2 separate regions of the Pan troglodytes genome follow, and region 1 is linked to region 2. Evidence: chromatin contacts called from public Hi-C data. All regions are on one chromosome and are shown on one strand. The core of a region is the stretch at or near the end of the contact, and the rest is flanking DNA. Distances in the headings are between cores, read along the strand shown. Region 1 overlaps GPA33 (glycoprotein A33). Region 2 overlaps CD247 (CD247 molecule).

Region 1 (5,379 bases), core at 2,032-4,531, 390 kb after region 2:
GGCAGCTTGGTATTGGACCTTTCAGTCAGGAAACTGGAAAAAAAAAAAAAAAGAAAGAAAGAGCTATATAAAAATCCTACCGTCCTTTCCACACCCAGAGCCAATGGGTGTGGAAATACCCTGGTGGAGTCCCAGGGCCCCTAGTGCCCACCCCTGCTCCTGAGGATCAAGAAAGACAAGGCTTGCTGGGTGCCGTGGCTCATGCCTATAATCCCAGCACTTTGGGAGGCTGAGGCAGGAGGATCACTTGAGGTTAGGAGTTCAAGACCAGTCTGGGCAACATTGTGAGACCCCTGTCTCCAAACAAAATTTTTAAAAAATTAGCTGGGCATGGCAGGACTCACCCTTTAGTCCCAGCTACTCAGAAGGCTGAGGTGGGAGGATTGCTTGAGCTCTGGAGGTCGAGGCTGTAGTGAGCCATGATCACACCACTGCACTCCAGCCTTGGTGACAGAGCGAGACCCTGCCTCAAATAAAATAAAATGAATAAAATAAAATAAAATAAAATAATAAAATAAAGTAAAATAAAATAAAATAAAATAAAATATTTTTTAAAAAGAAAGACAAGGCCTGAAAGGTGTCCATCCGATTTAGCTTCTGGGAGGTCTTTCAGTTCAGTGTAGGTGGAAAAGGAGGCCAGAGGTGGAAAGCAAAGCCAGCAGGGCACACAGCTCTTCTGAGAAGATGAGGTGCCTGGGGGTGGGGGTGAGGACCCGGGGGAAGAATATCTGGTGTCCTGGATAAGCCCAGCCGGACGGATGCACACATTGGGGGTGCACTCAATCCAGGAAGAGCTTTATCACTCGTTTGGGGGCAAATCGACTTCTTAAAAAAGTTAGTAGACACTTTGGGAGGCTGAGGCAGGCGGATCACGAGGTCAGGAGATCGAGACCATCCTGGCTAACACGGTGAAACCCCGTCTCTACTAAAAATACAAAAAATTAGCCAGGCGTGGTGGCGGGCGCCTGTAGTCCCAGCTACTCCGGAGGCTGAGGTAGGAGAATGGCGTGAACCTGGGAGGCGGAGCTTGCAGTGAGCCGAGATCGCACCACCGCACTCCAGCCTGCAGCCTGGGCAACAGAGCGAGACTCCGTCTCAAAAAAAAAAAAAAAAAAAAAAACAGTTAGTAGAATCCACTCGACCTAACTTAAAATAGGTCAATGTAGTGTAGGTTTTCAACAAGCTTCTAGTTGTGTTTACGTATTTCTGGTTGGCAACTTTTTATCGAGTGTGTCTGGAATTTTTGTTGAAACCACCTGGCAGCTCTCCGGGGGCTCTGTGGCCTCCTCTCTCTGGCCTATGAATAGTCTAGTGACTCCAGCCATGGTCACGGTAGGTGTGCTGTGGACACTGGTAGTGTCTGATCTTCTTTCCAGCAAAGTGTGTATAGGGAGACCCAAAGCTGAATGTTATAGGTGGCAGATGCTATAATAGCTTTATACCCAGTGGTGATGTAACACAGAAGATGCATAAGAAGATCAAAGAAGGTTTCTCCAAGGAGTGGGTATTGGAGTTGACAGTGGTTAAGAGCATGCCATGGGCTTGACTCCTGGCTCGGACACTTGTTAGCTGTATGACCTTGGCAAGTGACTCAGCTTCTTTGTGCCTTAGGTTCTATGTCTATGAAATGGGTACAATGCTAGTGTTTACTTCATAGGGTTGTGAAGATTAAAAAAAAGTAGATGTAAAGCATTGAGACTAGTGCCTGGTAGGCAGTAAGCACTCATTTAATGCTAAGTGTTATTAGCTGTTATTTGAGTTGGGTCCTCAAGGATGAGGAGGCTTGGCATGGAGAACAGGAAGGAATCATGACTGTCTGGTGTGGCTAAGGGGTAGGGTGCATGTGTAGGTGTAGGAATGGTGGGAGATACTCTTGTTAAGAAACACAGTGATGAGAAATCATGAAGAGCCTGTGCGTCACGCTAGGGAGGTTCGTCTTTGCCCTGTAAGCCACGGGTACCTTTTGAGGAGCCTCACAAAGGGACAGCCCAGCTGCAGTTCTCTCCTGCCTCCACAGGGAGACTCCTCTGGTTGTTAGAAGCCAAAACTTAGTTCTTTCATTATGCAAAAGGGAGAATCCTGAGGACAGGAAAGGAGGTGAAAAGAGAATTGCGTCTTTAATTTGTGAAAGCTTTAATTTGTGAAAGCTTTATCCTGTCTCTAATTAAGATTTGCTGAGTCAGAATGGGGACCTGCGGGTGACAGAAAAGAATATGGTTAATGTCCGTAACAACACGCCCTGGCATCTGGAGACATTGCGGGGTGAGGGCAGAGTTCTCAAAGCCTTCGTTTCCACTCTGCTTTGCAGAGCCTTGGAGAATCTGCCAATTCTGGCCAGGTGCAGTGGCTCATGCCTGTAATCCCAGCACTTGGAGAAGCTGAGGCGGGTGGATCGCTTGAGTACAGGAGTTCGAGACCCACCTGGGCAACATGGTGAAACCCTGTCTCTACCAAAAATACAAAAATTAGCCTGGCATGGTGGTGTGTGCCTGTAGTCCCAGCTACTTGGGAGGCTGAGGTGGGAAGATCCTTGGGCCTGGAAGGCAGAGGTTGCAGTGAGCCAAGATGGTGCCACTGCAGCCTGGGCACTAGAGCCAGATCTTGTCTTAAAAACACAAAACAAACAAACAAAAAATAAATAAAAAGAATCTGCTAATTCTTCTTCCTCTGTGGGTCAGCCCAAATTGTTTCTGGCTTTTAAAACATTTCAGTCCACCGTGGACAATTTGGAGAGGAGGGTACCTCTGCTCTCCTACATCTGAAGACAATTTCCAACATTAGAGATTCATTCCTTTGACTAAACCCTCAGTGGAAACAAGCTAGCAGTGAAAAGAACAGGGAATCCAGAATCAGGAAACAAGAAGTCCTGACTTCTCCACTTTGGAGCTGTGAGTCACTCTCAGCCTCTCTGACCCTTAGTACTGCCCTTTGAAAAAAACTGGGATTCCCCAAAAGCTGCGAAGAGGATGAGAGGAGATCCCATGTGTAATAGCTCTGAACAGACTTGGTAAGCTGTGTCCCAGGAAGCTGAGTTTCATGCACTGAAGAAACAGGAATTTGGATATCAAGGAAGTGGGGGAGGGGGTAGTTCTGGGGCCTGGAGCACTTAAGGGGAGGCGGTTGTGAAGGTTGGGGACCAGTCCAAGGAGGATCGTGAGGGCCCTTTGTGAGAGAGAGGTGGCAGCAGGGGCTTGTCGACAAGCTACGGGATTGGGTAGGGGTTGGGGGGATGCGGAAACGTTAGATCTTGTCAACGTGACATTAGCGTCTTGGTGAGACCGGAGGTTCTCTTGAGGGGAATCTCTCCACAGCTGGAGCAGAGGAACGTGGGAAGCGTATGACCGTCCTGTGCATTCCCCTTTCTGACCACAAGGTGTCGCCACTGCAGCGGAAACATTAGTTTTCTCCGGATATCAGAAATTACTAGTCCCTTTCCAAAGGAAAAGGGGCTTGGGAGCCCCAACTCGGAATCAAAGAAGGTCCTGTGGCACAAGACCTGCACTGGTTCATCCTAGCAGCTTCCAGTGCACACGGTTTGCATCAGGGAACTGGGGGAGGATAGCGCTGACTCATTGGACTAGGAAACCCCATGTTTCCCACCCTAAACAAGGCCTAGAGCTCAAAGCTGGACTCTTGACAACTAAAAAAGTCCTGACTGTCTGCAGTGTGCTGCCTACACTAAACCCAGAGGCCGAGCTTCACACTCTTAAGTGGTGGGGATCTGTTATGAGCTCTAGACCTCCTAAGCATGCCCAGGGCCATAGAGCATTTCCTAAAGTGTGTTCCTTCAAGATGCCTCTTAAAAATAACAAATCCAATTCATTTAGCAAATGAGAGCATGAATACCACACCCCGCTGTCAGAAGTTCCCAGTGCTCAACAGCATTGTAGGAGCTCTGAAAGTGCTGCCCTTAGAAAGATTACTTAACCCTAACTCAGTGATTCCTAAACTTGCTTTTTTAGGGACTCCTTCTCCATGCCGCATATTAATATCACATGTAAACAATGTTCCAGAAAACATACTGAGGCGTGGAATTCTAGGATAGAAGGGGACACATTTTATGAAGAATGAGCATCCAGAGAGTAGTGTCCTGGGGGTCAAGGGAAGAATTTGAAGAAAGTACAAGTGAAAAGACTGAAAGAAAATAGCACCAAATCAAAGTGTTATTTATAGGTAATGGAATTATGAATGATTTTTATTTGTTCTCTCTTCTTTAAAGAGGCATTCCTTGGCCCTTTGGATGAGATTAAAACCCCTTGCCATAAGCTCAGATAGTACCTCCATCTTGAACTGTAACCACCATTGTTTCATGTCTGTCTTCTTTGGGAGACTGGAAACACCAAGAGGACAGGGACCCTCTTCATCTCGTTTATAGCTGTGATCAGCAGCTAAAGATTTTCTGTATTGAATTGAATTGAAATAATAGTTTTATATCATTTATACATTATTATAAGGAGCATACATTGCTTTTATCATACAAAATTTTATTTATATATATATATTTTTCGAGATGGAATCTCGCTTTGTTGCTCAGGCTGGAGTGCAGTGGTGCGATCTCAGCTCACTGTAACCTCCACCACCCAGGTTCAAGCGATTCTTTTGCCTCAGCCTCCCAAGTACCTGGGACTAGAGGCGCGCACCACCATGCCCGGCTGATTTTTATATTTGTAGTAGAGACGGGGGGTTTCACTGTGTTAGTCAGGCTGGTCTCGAACTCCTGACCTCAAGTGATCTGCCCGCCTTGGCCTCCCAAAGTGCTGGGATTACAGGCGTGAGCCAATGCACCCGGTCACAAATTTTTAAAAGAAAATTATCAATGGCTCCAGGGAGTTCTAGACCTGAAACAGGATTTTTGTTCCTGTTTTATAATTTCTTAATTTTGTGACCTTGAGCAGTTCACTTAACTTCTTTAAGCCTCCAGTTAACTCCATGAATTGGAGATTGAAATATTGAGGATTGCTGGAAGGATGAAAGGACATCACATTTGAGGATGTGTACTGAGCAGCACATCCGGAGAAGGAAAATCTTGAGATGCAATCTTGCAAGAAAGTGACGGTGGGGCGGAGAGAGGACAACTCCCCTGGTTTTGCCCCTAGCACCAAGTGGCAAGAGACAAAGCTGGTATGATTGACAGGGCCAGATCTGTGACCTGAAGCTTGGACTTGTTACTGAAGATTACGTCTAGTGGTTGCTGGGCAGCCCCTGAAATGTCTGAACAGAGCAGTGACAGGATCGTATTTACAATTTAGAGCGTCTCTTAGGGATGGCGTGTAACCACCTGGTGGCAGCAGGGATCAGGCAAGGCTGGCTCTGCAGCAAAATTAGAGGAGGTAGGTCTCCAGCTCCTCTCAAAATAGCAGTTATAACAAAGCGTCTTGG
Region 2 (5,502 bases), core at 255-2,754:
AGATGAAGTAACTGAGGCCCAGAGAGGGAAGTGACTTGTCCAAAACCACACAGCTAGTAAGTGGCAAGAGAAGTACTCGAACCCACCTGCACGCAATCCAGAGTTCATTCCATTTCAATAGTTCCCGGCACAGAGCAGATGCCCAATGAATATTTAATTAATTGCGTAACTGAATCAGGTCCTGCATCCCTGCATGGAGCTTTCTGGGCCATGACTGTCTTCCTCAGGCCCATCTCTCCCAGCACAGGCATAGTGGGACCGAGGAGAGGAGGGTCCTACACAGGGAATTATGTTGGGGTTAATATCCTCTCCTCCACCCAACCACACACAGCACACTTGTCATCAGTCATAAAACTATGCAGAAAGAAAGGAAGAAGGAAGGAGGGAAGGAAGAAAGGGAGGAAACTTGTTCATATTATTTATCTCAGGGACGTGCCCAATCCCCCTGCCCCTTTGTGTTGTGCTGAGTCTGCACAACACAAATAAATATTTCTTATTTGTGCTAAATTTACTGTCCAGTAATTTTTCTGTTCTCATTTTCTGTGACAAGCAGCTGAGTGATTTTCTCCTGGATTTTCTTCTGAGTCTCAACCAGTCCCATAAATCGCCACGGTTATCTCCTCTGCAGTCCTCACAGCAAAAAGTCACCCCAGCTTTGGTGGCCTTCATGGGGGCTGGCTTGTCCCCCAGAGGCCTTTAGATCGTCCCTAGGTCAGTGAGGACTTCCAGCAATACCTTGGGGCCAGAGGGCAGGCACACCTGGGGCTGGGCCCAGCATCTTCCTCATCACTGAAGCTCAGCCCTGAAAAATTCCATGATATCGAGTGATTGTCTACCCTGTGCCCTGCACTCTGATGCTGGGGCTGGAGGAAGAGGCAATAATGAAGATGCAGCCATTGGTCTCAGGTGCTGACAGCCTAGATGGAGGGGCATCTGAGTCCTGAGGAGTTGGGTTTGTAGAGCGCTTTGGGGGATATAGGCTCTTGAACCGACATCCTCTCACTTTTTCCTCAGGGGCTCAGGTGGTGGGACAGTCTGATTTCAACAGGTGTTGAGTGGAGGGGTAGAACGCAGGCCTAGAAAAAGATCTAGCTCAACAGGCCAGGGGGTAGAAAAATATGGGTGTGTTCAAGGAAGAATGGGGTGTAAAAGACAAGAGCAGAGGGACAGGGTGGCACAAAGCTGTGGTCTTTTCAGGCCTGGACTGGTTACAGCAGAGCCCTAACATGGCTGGACAAAGAGCTTGGACTCTCGTCCGAGTGGCTGGGTCATCAATGGTCTCTGGGCAGGGTCTGTGGGAAGTTTGCAGAGATCAGCTGCCTGGGGGCAAGAGGGGTCCTGAATTAGGGTTGGAGTCAAAAGCCAGGGGACAGAGGGATTCAGGGTGGTGGGGGTAGGGACACTGGTGGCTGCCTTTGAATCATCTGCTTCCATAGTTCGTCGGGGAGGCCAAAACGTTGCTGGCATGGAGGGGTACGCAGGGCTGGCCCAGGGGCAGGAAGGGGGTGAGAACTGCTAGGGATCAGTCCTGGGCTGCCTGTGACCGTGTGCTCTGAACCCGAATCCTCGGTGCCTCAGTGTCCGAGTGTGGGTGGCAGGAGGATCTGACGATGATTACATTTAAGGCAGTGTCTGAAGAAATGTTAGTTTTCACCCTGTTCAACAGAAGAGGCAGCTGACAGAGCATACATAACCTGCCCCAAATCAGACAGCCAGAAAGAAGGACAGCACTCCCACATATGGCCTCCACTCCCTCTGCCCTCATCTGGGTCCAAAGGCCACCAGAGGGCGCCCAGGCCTTGGGAGACAGACACTAGCGGGGCTGGCCTGGGACCTCTGCTCTAGTTACCAGGCAGGGGTGGAGTGAGATGGATACCACACCCTGTTTTACAGGTTGAGTTGCTGCACTTTTACCTAGTAGGAAGTATGGTCAGACTAAAATCCGAGTCTCCTCATTCACAGTGCAGTGATGTTCCAAATAAAAACACTACCTTTTTAAATTTTTTTTTGAGACGGAGCCTCATTCTGTGTGCCAGGCTGAAGTGCGGTGGCGTGATCTCGGCTTACTGCAACCTCTGCCTCCCAGGTTCCAGCGATTCTCCTGCCTCAGCCTCCAGAGTGGCTGTGATTAAAGCTGCCAGCTACCACGCCCAGCTAATTTTCGTATTTTTAGTAGAGATGGGGTTTCACCACGTTGGCCAGGCTGGACTTGAACTCCTGACCTCAAGTGATCCACCCGTGTCGGCCTCCCAAAGTGCTGGGATTACAGGCGTGAGCCACCGCCCCCAGCCCAAAAATGCAAACTTTTATTTAACCAGAGTATTTAGTGTATCTGCATTCTTCAGCCCATTGTACTCCAATGGCAGTGCCAACTAAACGTGCATTAACTACAGCTTGACAAAGGTTAATATGGCACTAGGAGTTAGGGGCCCCTGGGAAATTTGCAGTGGGAGAAGCTAACACAGAAGGGACCTTTGAGCTGCATTTTGTAGGATGCATCAAATGTTACCAAATAGTAGGGTTTCAGGGAGAGAAATGGAGGGAACATGAAAAGGGAACAGTGAGTGCAAGGCACAGGGCAAATAGTCTGGAAGAGCAAGGCGTGTCCTGGGAATGGGGTGTGTGTAGTGGGAGGAGGGGAGACAGAGAAGCCTGAGGCCATGGAGCTGGGACTAGGGGACAGGGAGATGCTGGGCCTAGGTGGGGAGGGGCACCAAAGGTACCTCTGTCTGTTGGCCATGAAACCCTTCAGGGCACAGGGAAGGGAAGCCGAGCACCAGATCCCACTGTCCTAGGCGGGAGAGTGCTTGGCACTGAGGAGGCAGGGAGTGGGGGGAGAGTTAACCCAGATTCTCCCTGTCCTAGTTAACTGTCAGATATTGAAATGATCTCATTTGACCATCATTTGACCTATTGTCTCCCTGTGGGTAGGCCTCAGAGCCACACACCTCAGGCCAGGAGTACCATTCATCCAGACGTGAACATCTTCCCGAGGCTTCCAGAGTTCTTGGTTCACACAGGGGCTAACATGGCTGGGCTTCTGCTGCAGTGGCAGGAGCTCTATGCACAGAGAACAGCCTCATCTGCTCACCTTGTTTCCACCTCCCCTCCCATTGCCCCAGGTTCTTTGGCCCCACAGTGGCCACATCTTCCGTTGGTGCCAATAGGTTTTCCAGGAGCTGGTTGATGTGGGAGGGAGGGAGAGGGTTGTGATCAGGCTGAGGCATGGGGATTGGATATAGTCTCCGTGTCATGATGTATTTGGTCAGTCAGTCCTAGTGCCACCCTAGGGTAATGGGGATGTGTTCTCGTCACCTTGGGCCTGGCTGACCAGCTTTATCTCTTGGCACAGAGGCACAGAGCTTTGGCCTGCTGGATCCCAAACTCTGCTACCTGCTGGATGGAATCCTCTTCATCTATGGTGTCATTCTCACTGCCCTGTTCCTGAGAGTGAAGGTGGGTACCACTGGGCTTTGGGAGGAGGGCACGGGGTCCCCCACTTGATGGATGTTCAGAGGGGCCTTGGTCTTGGAAGGTCTCAAGCTTGGGTGGTGCCTGGGGCTTGGTATCCAGGAGCAAAGCAAGGACCAGCCAAGTGTGTGCCTTGAGTGGGCTGAGGAGGAGGTGGCAGTGTCTGGCTGAGATGGACAGGGTAGGAGGGAGAGCCTGGTGCTAGGCACCTCCATGACAAGCCGTACAAATGTGTGCACATCAGACTGTCCCAGGGAAGGCGATGCTACTGGTGACAAAGGGGCTTACACTCAGGCAGAGGTCCTTCTTTCCAAGTGTGAATGAAGGCCATGTTAGCCTTTCTCTTGAAAAGGCCCTTTCCTCATCTGTAATTGGGGGAGCGGACCAGAGCATGGGTTTTTCACTTGGTGTCTTGCAGACCTTGGGTTTCTTCGTGGGGCTGGTCATGGTGTGGGCAGAGATTGGAAGAATTTAGGAGTAAAGGGGAGAATCCAGTCCCAGTCATCACTTCGGTGCTTCTCAACCCATTTCTTGTTTGAATTTTGGACTTTGGCATCATATTTTATTTGAAAAACCAAATCTTACTGAGTTTCTTGTTTTAAGTTTGAAAATGCTGCCCTAGATGATTTCTAAGGTTGTTTCCAACGCTCTAGATCTGTAAGACATTGCAGTTTCTCCCGCCTGAAGCGGCATGAAGTGAAGCAAGAGTGAGGCTGTGTCAGCTTCCCACAGATGCTCAGGACACTAAGCGAACGCGAGGCTTCCTGGGCACCGGGGCAGCCGGGCGATGGCTGAGGGCTGGGCGAGTGATGCACGTACAGTACACTGCTCCGGGGGTCAAGATAGGAGGCGGGATCTTGACCAGCCGCCATCCACCCTGGATTGTCCTCAGAGTCCCCGGAGGAAGGGATCCTAGAGAATACTCATGTCCCCGGGGGCGCAGACCAAGAACCTTACACCTCTGCGCACGCGCGAGGGCGCTAGCCCGGGAAGAATAAACTCCAGCGGGTCCTGGGCCAGCGTGATGGATGCACGTGTCACAGGCGGGAGGAAAAAGGACAGTTGGGCTCAGAAAAAGGGGCTGCCACGTCCCGGCCCCTGCAAGGGCTCAGCCCCAGGAGGCAGGGCAGCATTGTTAGTTGCCAAGGAGCGGAGTAGGGCTGTCCCTCGGGTCGCCGCGCGCCCTGGCACCCCGGCTCCCCTGCGCGCCCTCGAGGAGCAGTAACGCGCTTTGCTCTCTGTGTTGCAGTTCAGCAGGAGCGCAGACGCCCCCGCGTACCAGCAGGGCCAGAACCAGCTCTATAACGTAAGTCAGCCTCGCCGTAGACCCTCCGGAAAGGAAGGGCAGCCTCCTCCTCGGACCTAGGGAACACGCCCGCCAGAGTCTTGGGTTTAGGTTTGGTCCCTGGCTATCACCTCTGCGACCCGGCTGCAACTTGTTTAACCTCAGTTTTCTAACCCACAAAACAGGTGTAGTAATTGTACCTGTCTCAAAGGGCGCCATAAAGATTACATGCTTTAATGTCTTGATGCATGGAACGAGCTTAGTCTAGTGCCTGCCACTAGTGAGCCCCCAAGCCATCAGCAATTTGCAAAGGCTAGAGGGGGGTGGAGAAGGAATGTATTAGAATCTTCCCAGAGGAGGGGAAAGCGATTTCACACTCCCTGTGCAATGGGACTGTGGTGAAATTGACTACCACCTCTGAGCCCCCGCTTCTCTATTTGCTCATGAGAATGTTGATCCTTATCCCGTTGGACTGATCAGCCTATAGTACTTGGTGACCTTTGGGGATCCCATCCACTGTCATGTTAATGCGTGTTCTCTGAGATGTCCTCTGGGATGATGGTCTCCAGATGGACCAGTTACCATCCCCTCCCCAGCCCCTGCCCCTCTTTTTATGAGCCACCCCAGAGAGGGAAACCACACTCCCCAGTCCAGCTGACTCCATCCTTCTGAGGTTCCTCCATCCTGTGTCTGACACTTTCTTATCTGTTATAGGAGCTCAATCTAGGACGAAGAGAGGAGTACGA

What was found. Hi-C and Micro-C count contacts between places; a contact is called where the count stands out from the background.
Region 1: a Hi-C map of induced pluripotent stem cells shows a contact between it and region 2, with 4 times the contacts expected there. The contact joins two enhancer-like sites. A contact is called at or near these places in 5 of 7 Hi-C or Micro-C datasets (blood, induced pluripotent stem cells, a lymphoblastoid cell line and 1 more) and 1 of 1 other capture datasets (stem cell-derived neural stem cells).

Annotation. Positions count from the first base shown.
Region 1 is chr1:82,057,565-82,062,943 of NHGRI_mPanTro3-v2.0_pri, forward strand. The region is part of intron 4 of GPA33 (glycoprotein A33); the gene reads left to right. LOC107969148 (a long non-coding RNA gene) reads right to left here. Exons shown (of 2, transcript XR_001710789.4): 2 at 4,164-4,399. Among named protein-coding and RNA genes, the nearest start is that of GPA33, 30 kb to the left of the region's middle. Within about 2 kb of position 3,282, at least 4 of the 24 cell types and tissues checked have an H3K27ac peak or open chromatin away from gene starts, as enhancers often do. A contact at or near this core is called in induced pluripotent stem cells and stem cell-derived neural stem cells, where this site is marked.
Region 2 is chr1:81,665,862-81,671,363 of NHGRI_mPanTro3-v2.0_pri, forward strand. CD247 (CD247 molecule) reads left to right here. Exons shown (of 9, transcript XM_054673005.2): 3 at 3,353-3,456; 4 at 4,721-4,777; 5 at 5,471-5,502. Among named protein-coding and RNA genes, the nearest start is that of CD247, 77 kb to the left of the region's middle. Within about 2 kb of position 1,505, at least 2 of the 24 cell types and tissues checked have an H3K27ac peak or open chromatin away from gene starts, as enhancers often do. A contact at or near this core is called in induced pluripotent stem cells and stem cell-derived neural stem cells, where this site is marked.